Regions from separate parts of the Zea mays genome. Here region 1 is linked to region 2. The links are chromatin contacts, called in public Hi-C maps. All regions are on one chromosome and are shown on one strand. The core of a region is the stretch at or near the end of the contact, and the rest is flanking DNA. Distances in the headings are between cores, read along the strand shown. Region 1 holds the start of LOC103626451. Region 2 holds the start of LOC100282004 (NADH ubiquinone oxidoreductase B22-like subunit).

Region 1 (3,774 bases), core at 175-2,674, 220 kb after region 2:
GCTTGGTGCCCTTGAGAGCCAGGACGTCGGTGGTGCCGCCGGTTTCCGCCGCCGCATCCAGCGTCTTCCTGGACACGATGGCGTGGATCTCCCGGAGCAGCGTGAGGAAGGCACGCTCGACGTTGTCGCCGCTGAGGGCAGACGCCTCCGAGAAGAAGAGCCCCTGCTCCTCCGCGAAGGCGGCGGCCTCGTCCGCGTCCACCGCGCGGCGGCCGGCGTCGCGCGCCAGGTCGGCCTTGTTGCCGACGAGCATGACGACGATGGACTTGTCGGCGTGGGCGCGCAGCTCGGCGACCCAGCGCGTGGCGTGGTCGAAGGTGCGGCGGCTGGTGACGTCGTAGACGAGCATGGCGCCGAGCGCGCCGCGGTAGTAGGCGCTGGTGACCGCGCGGTAGCGCTCCTGGCCGGCGGTGTCCCAGATCTGGGCCTTGACGCGGTGGCGCGCGATGTCGACGGTGCGCGTCTGGAACTCGATGCCGATGGTCGACTTGGAGTCCAGGAAGAACTCGTCGCGGGTGAAGCGCCCCAGCAGCTGCGTCTTACCCACCGCCGAGTCGCCGACCACCACGATCTTGAACACGTAGTCCTCCTCCATCTCCGTTGCACGCTACTCCTGACTATCCTGCTTGCAGCTGCAGCGAATGGCTTCCTTCTCCGGCCGGCCGGCCGGCCGTCTCTCTCGCCCCTGTTAGCTCTCACTCTAGTGTCTAGTCATACAAACGCAAGCATATATCTGACGAGACGCAGCCAGGCAGCGACATGCAGAGATCATGTCTTACGCAATCCTTAACCTAATCATATATATACATCATGGCATTATCAGCGGTTAGGTTTGCAAGTGGGCCTTAAGAACAAATCGACTTTAATGCGCAATCCTCAACTGCTACTCGATTTTTCCTGTTGCTATCCTGTCCAACTAAATTAATAAAAGATTAAAATACACGAAGCGGTCCTCAAACTTGACACGCTGCGTCACTTATATCCCCAAACTTAAAATCAGAAAAACGGTTTCTGTAATTTGGTCGGTTCGTGCGAAACCGTTTAAAACCGAGTTTTCTCAGATCATACGCCGACGTGACATACCACGTTGAGCACACTAATAAAAGTTCGCGAAACTAAATGACACAACATTGGAACCTAATTGACTCTGATGTGACAAAAACCGCTTATGCATTTTACTCTCAATAAAACGACTCATCAGCATGATGAGGTTGTCAGTACTCTCAGTGTGCACGCACAATAAACGCGGCTAAGCTACGTCATTGCAGGATTCAGAATCTTTGTTGGTTGCAGGCCGTTTGATCCGACCTCATTTAGAAACTCTCCGTCTCCGGGGGCAGCAAGCATGGTCATCGAACTGCTTCGGCAAACGAACCAATTAGAGCTTCAGCAGTTTCTGCTGATGCTGGCTAACTGCTGCTGAACAAGAACAATGTGATGATGTTCAGATGTGCTGACAACCAACTAAATCTCCATAGTAGTACAGGGACGGAGCAAAAAAAAAACTTTAATAGAGACCGAACTAAACTACTGTAGAGAAGTCCTTTCTACATTATATTGTGTACATATAAAATTTTAAAGGAGGTTTTATTGAAGATTTATGGGCTCCGTAGCGTTGTACTGATAACCAATGGCAACACAAGTACACAACGTTGGCTAAGCGCCATGTAGCAGAATTTGCTTGTAGAAGAGTACAGACCATGCATCCATGGCGAACGAAGGCCATGCACGAGTACAAACGCTACGCTGGTGGATGAAGTGTTTCGTGTCGAAAAGGCGTGCTGTTTGTTGGGCACTGTACTCGATTAAGCAGCATGCCTAGCTAGTAGGCGTGGCGCGCGCGCGGGCGCGTCGACAGCAGGTGGTCGCAGATGGCGGCGAACTCGGCCAGGGCCTCGGCGAGCACCCCGGCCCTGCCCTTAGCGACGAGCATCCTGACGAGCGCGGCCACCCGCGCGTCCAGCTGCTGCCCCGCGACCGTCACGGCAGCCTCGACCGCGGCGGCGCCCTCTTCCAGGGGCCGCTCTAGCCGGAGGAGAAGGTGGAGGAGCGCGCGCGCGTGGCGCGCGGCGCGGCGCAGCGTGCCCGCGCGGACGCACGCGTCGGCCAGCGCTGCCGCGTATCCCGTGGCGGCGCGGCTGGAGGAGCGCGCGGCGGCCGGGGACGAGCGGGGTGGCGATGGCGCGGCGAGGGCGGGGCTCAGGCGCGCCGCTGGAGGAGCCTGAACGTCAGGCTTGGGCGGCGGCGCGGTTACGGCGGACGCGGAGGTGGCGTGGTGCCTGAGCGGGACAGCGCAGTGGAGGTGGTGGGGCGCCGGGTGCGGGAGCGGGAGCGGGCCGTGGGCGTGGTGGTGCAGGGGCAGGGAGAGGGAGACGGCGGCGTCCATTGTGCTGTGCTGGAGTTGGGGGAGACGAGGGACAGCCACACGTTTTATTCTGCTTGCGGGTGGCTCCCCACGCCACGCCACGGGATGTGGGTCCCGACGGCGGCACGGCCGCACGCGCACGGGAGGAGGAGAGGAGGAACTGGAGGATGGGGACGACGTGGTGGAGGAGGCGGACACGCCGCCGCCGGTGCAGCAGGCGGACTGGACTGGGCTGGACCGAACCGGGGACGTGGACGCCTCTGATGGGCCGTGGGCGCCGCCTCCTCCTTCTCAGCTGTGGGCCGTTGCAGGCTGGAACGGAAAGCTGTGGGCTGGGCCTGCGTCCTTCCAGAGATACAGACCAAGACGAATCTATCTATCTATTCAACCTAATTAGCCTACCGCACCAATGGCACTTTTGACCTTGAAATTATCCATGTCCAAATACCGGCCGTGAGCAAATGAGCAGACATGTATGAGCAAGCGGGAGTAACGCTGCCGTCAACACACCCTTGGCACTATTTTTCCTTTACCAAATCTACAAACAAATCACTGGAAAGACGTAGCGATGAACAAAGCAAATTCCTAAGCAGTAACGTCATGGAACAAACTAATCACAGATCAAGAGTACGATGCATCAACAGCAACGCTATGCTCGAAGACTGGTAGCCGCGCCTGCGCGCCATACGAAATACGAACAATGATATCGTCTCTCGTTTCTTCAAATTCAAAAGTGCGGCCTCCCTAAGACATAAACCTACAAAAACATAGGCCAGGTTCTTCGACCTTCCTCTAACGATCTTTGTCCTCGCTGAACACTTCTAACAGCTAACCACATCGTTTATGATCCCCACACGATCTTATCCTTCGCACTGCAGACCTGGACCTGCATTTTAGGGGTGCAAAATCGGCATATAAGCCCCTATGTAAACCCTTATTGAATCTTGGTTGATCTGTGCTATTTGTGCAAGATGGGGAAAAAACACGACAGCTACAGGAAAAAAAAACTGGACATAACATAACATGATGAACATAAAAATGACTCTTGTCGTTTCTAGGACTAGGACTTCTGTAGTGCTAACACCAGTGCCAGAGTGATCATCATCCTCAGGCACCTTACTGCCTTAGTTCTTTGGCTACCGTACATGTTGTTTATAAGCTTGAGGGCTTGATCTTTACCCACCCCCACTGGCTCCAAAGCCTCCAATTTATTCCCGTGCTTGCACCAGCAATAATGTTCTGCCAGATTCGATTTTTCATGTATGCAACATTGTCCATAAAGTCTAACTTTTTGGTCCACGATAAGGGAACAACGTAAGCGTCAATGCCAGTGGCCATAACAATGTAATCCGTTACTGCCAGTGCCCCTCAGCTCCTGCCAACTTTCAGTCCTTGGAAAATCCTACCAA
Region 2 (4,109 bases), core at 1,183-3,682:
TTTACATTGTAGATTACGTTGTTTATAGAGAAAAATTTAAATATGGAGATGATGATGGGTAATCTACTGAAGATAGTCTAACATTGCAAACCGTGGTATTTAAGCAAAAGCTAACCATACCATAAAATTTTTATATTGTAATGGAGTTTACAATACTCCAAAAAAAATGGTATCAAGAATTCCATACCATGAATTTGAAAACATAGTTTTTAAGAATACAACCAAACACCTTATAACATAAAACCAAACACCTTATAACATAAAATACTCCAGTATTCATATAAATCATGGTATTGTTTAGAAATTATGAGAATACTTCTAAACAGGTCCTTATAGTTCCACAGCATATGAATTATATATTATGAATCATATATTATGAAAGTATTTTTCATAGTAAATCTAAAAACATAAATCTTATGTCATGAATCTATATACTTTCTCTAGAAAAACGTGAAAACGCAGAAAAACCAAAGAAAAAAACTGAGATGCCGGCGGTCAGTTTAAACTGCACGACAAAGATAGTACAGTTCCATTTTATGACAGGAAACATGACTTCAATATGCACTAGATGAAGAGCACATGATTATCAGAACAAGCAAATGAGAAGCATGGATGGAGTCCAGTAATTTCCATTCTTATTTCTCGTACAACAACTCGATTAAACAGGAAGTGATTTGGAACTGTGGAAGTTCTGCCCCCCGCTTGCAGGACTCTTGTTTACTGGTCCTCCTTGCCATAATTGTAGATGATCTCGATCTACAAGGCACAATTGCCATTAGTACAACATTTTGGTGTACAGAATCTTGCTACATGTACCTGAAGATAGTTCAGCAAAGCTAAACAAGATAATGCCGCCATAAAAAACAAGGTTGTTTTGTTAACTCTATAAGATACTCTGTAGCATCCAAATAGAGGAAACGGTGCTATGAAAAACGAACTTGGCGAGCAAATCAGTGTGTGTGGGAGGGGGGACGGGGTAGGGTAATGTGGCCATAGAAGATGAAGTCATTTTGTAAACTTTAAGCCAATAATATGATACTATGGCAGCAGAGATGTTTGGCATGGTTCACCCCATCACGTCCAAGTAGAGGATACTCGGTTATGAAATAACTGTAAAAGCAACTACATTTGCGTAAGAATTGGTAAAAGTTCCTGCGATGAATTTATAATTTTGGCCAAAGCACTGCAACTAAAAAAACCCGCATTCCAAAGGGGCCTTAAATAAAAACTCTAGCTCGCTCATCCATTGAGAAATTACAGATGAAACCTTAAGTACTGCTACATCCCTTGCGTTCAAACTAAGTTAGCTTAAACTAGGAACAGTGTACTTTTTTAAGCGATCACAGGAGACAGAGAAGCAAAATATTATGAACGGTAAGGATTGTGGCATTGTAGTGAATCAAATTAGCATAACACAAATATATTACATCGCATAAAGAGTGGTGTAAGCTGTGGTCTTACCCCTTGAGGTGGAGGGGGGTTTCTTGTGAATTTAGTGCCGCCTGGTGCCCATGGAACTGCAGAGATAAGAAGAGGCATATAAAGATTAGGCTTTAGGGTTCCAGCAGAGACTTGCCTCGCACATTTGGTAGTTCATACACACTAGCACAATCATTCTATATAAGATTAAAACTTTGACGACAATCAACTACAAATAACTTTTCACTTGCATCTCATCTCATCAAATAGGATTATAACCATCGGTGTTACTAGGGCTGAACAAACTAATACCCCTAGCAGGTATAAATCTATAAACTTCTGCAATAACTCTGAAAGGTTCACTATAAAGTAAATTTAATCCATATGCAATGGTCTATCCAAACAAAAGCGTTGCTGCCATTCGACATGATTTGATGCGAAACATTTCACTGGTCAGAAAGGATAAGGAGAACAAGAAAAAAGCTTACCAATGTAGGGATCGGGGTGCTGGAAGTTCCTGTACTGAGCCTCCGCATCGTCAATGAGCCTATCGACCACGTCCAGGTTATCCTGCACCACCAACCCCACGCGAAACCCAACATCATATAGAGCACCAGACAGAAGCAAAACGTGGGAGGCGAGGTCTGCGGAAAGGGATCGGCAGGAGGAGGCCTTACCACGTGTCGGTTGGCCTCGAACTTGTCCCGGAGATCCGACGCCTGCGCGGGAGAGGGAGCACGAGGTCAGATCGAGATCCAGATCAAGATCGAGAGGGAGGCGGAGGGGGAGGAACTGACGTCCTGGTAGAAGAGGTGGCGGTGGACGGCCCAGTTGAGCGTGTCCTTGAGCGCCCTGCGGTAGAGCAGGCGCACCCGCTCCTTCTGCGCCGCCCGCCGCGCCAGGTACCCCGCCGTCGACGCCATAGACCTCGCCGCCGCTCCTTTGTCCTTTCCTTTCCTTTTTCTCTTTCCTCTCGCTGCAGTAGTAGTCGGGTTGGGAGGTTGGGGGTCGGATTCGGACGCGGGGTCACGGCCTCTCAGCTGTCTATGGGCTGTTTGGGCTTCTAGCGCGCTAGGGCCGGCCCATTTTGCTTCCCGTTTTCTTCCCGGTCCACTTTATACACTCGTCTTTCTTCCCCCTCTCTGCGGTGGTGTGCACACACATCTTTTCTCTTTTCTTTTTTTCGGACTATTTCAACGTGCTTTTTAATAAAAAAAATTTTATATATAGTCCGTGTAGCGCGTGTGGAGTATGACGAAAGAAAAAGATTGTATAACCAACTGTGATGGAATATCGGTAGCGATTAGGCGAGAAATTAAGCCGGGGTATTAAAGTCCAACGTTTCACCTCTATTAGTCAAGCTGACCCTGCGCCATCAAAATGCTCCTTTTTTTTTGGTGTGTGTGTGTGAGTGTGACTGTGGTGGTGGTGTTCCCACAGCCAGCCAGCTTGCTACTTCAACATGCTACAGTGCTCTGGCTTTGGTGCTGTGAAGATAGCAAGTTCAAATTTCACAGCTCGTAGTTATTAACTAGGGCTGGATATCGAACTAGCTTGACTCGTCCGACCCTGAGCTTGGCTTTGGTGTTGTGAAGATTGGGTATTGTGAGGATTACAAGCAGTTCAGATTTCGCAGCTTGTAGTTGTAGTCAATGGCACATGCAGCGCACTTCTTTGAAATATGTGTGATGGGCAATAAGATGGAAGGCGCACTGCTAGCTACGGTTGAGTAGGAACTCTCTCTGAATTTATTATACTAGTTTAGAGAACAGTTTTTAGATGGTGATGGCAGCTGGGCAGATCCACATCAGCGAGGCCCTAGCAGCAAGCAGAGAGGCTCGTCGCAGGCGGTGAGGCTAGTAGGAGCACAAGCAAGGCCGGGATGTCGGAGGCGGCATGGCAGGGAGGAACACGGTGGCGTGGTGAGCGGACCAGGTCGGCGTGCGATCGGAGGTGAGAAGGGGGCTCTGCCAGCGATGACACGGGGCGGTTGGGGCTAGCGATATCGGCAGCGACTGCGCACAAACGAAGATGGCGGTAATAGCGGAGGACGAATAGTCTGGTACTCTGGTGGGTGCTCGCCTGCTCGGTGCGTGGAGGAGAAAAATGTGATGGGTACAAGCCTATTCGAAGAGGTAGGGATGGGCGAGGGGTCGAGGGCACGCATCAGCACGAAACGAAATCTGTATGTCCGTGAAGCACGGTCATGTGGGATAGAAAAATGGAGTGGATTGGACAAGAGACAGACGGTGGCCCACACGGTCGATTTGTGCGTTGGTTTCTCCGGATAGTTTTCCAATGACCTAGGGAGGAGGACTGTGACGTGTGGAGGACTGCGAGACGTGTCACGATACCGTCACCCGCGCATGCGAGAAACGCGGAGAACGCTTCAAAGCCTAGCTGCTTTTAACTAGAAGAGATACTAGGAGCTTTGAATATATATATATATAGTTCCTGACTTTTCAGGGACCTAATACGAAATCCGATATAAAGGTCACCTCCACACACAAATATATATAATTATATATATATATATATATTGTCGAATATTTGACGCATAAAAAATATTATACACTGTTTTGAAGTTTATAAGATAACAAGTGTAAAATATAGCCAAAAACACTTACTTATTATCTGATATTATTAAAACTATCTTCTAATATTTTGTGATACAAAGTCATCGCTTATAT

What was found. Hi-C and Micro-C count contacts between places; a contact is called where the count stands out from the background.
Region 1: a Hi-C map of tassel shows a contact between it and region 2, with 6 times the contacts expected there. The contact joins the promoter of LOC103626451 here to the promoter of LOC100282004 in region 2. A contact is called at or near these places in 7 of 25 Hi-C or Micro-C datasets (bundle sheath, ear, leaf and 2 more).

What each region holds. Positions count from the first base shown.
Region 1 is chr5:62,864,435-62,868,208 of Zm-B73-REFERENCE-NAM-5.0, forward strand. LOC103626451 reads right to left here and starts at 1,425. Exons shown (of 1, transcript XM_008646861.3): 1 at 1-1,425. The coding sequence starts at 595. LOC103626452 (serine/threonine-protein kinase NLK-like) reads right to left here and starts at 2,511. Exons shown (of 1, transcript NM_001150702.2): 1 at 1,604-2,511. The coding sequence starts at 2,386. The coding sequence ends at 1,823.
Region 2 is chr5:62,646,860-62,650,968 of Zm-B73-REFERENCE-NAM-5.0, forward strand. It overlaps LOC100282004 (NADH ubiquinone oxidoreductase B22-like subunit), which reads right to left and starts at 2,433. Exons shown (of 5, transcript NM_001154918.2): 1 at 2,217-2,433; 2 at 2,097-2,138; 3 at 1,908-1,989; 4 at 1,462-1,517; 5 at 339-756. The coding sequence starts at 2,342. The coding sequence ends at 718.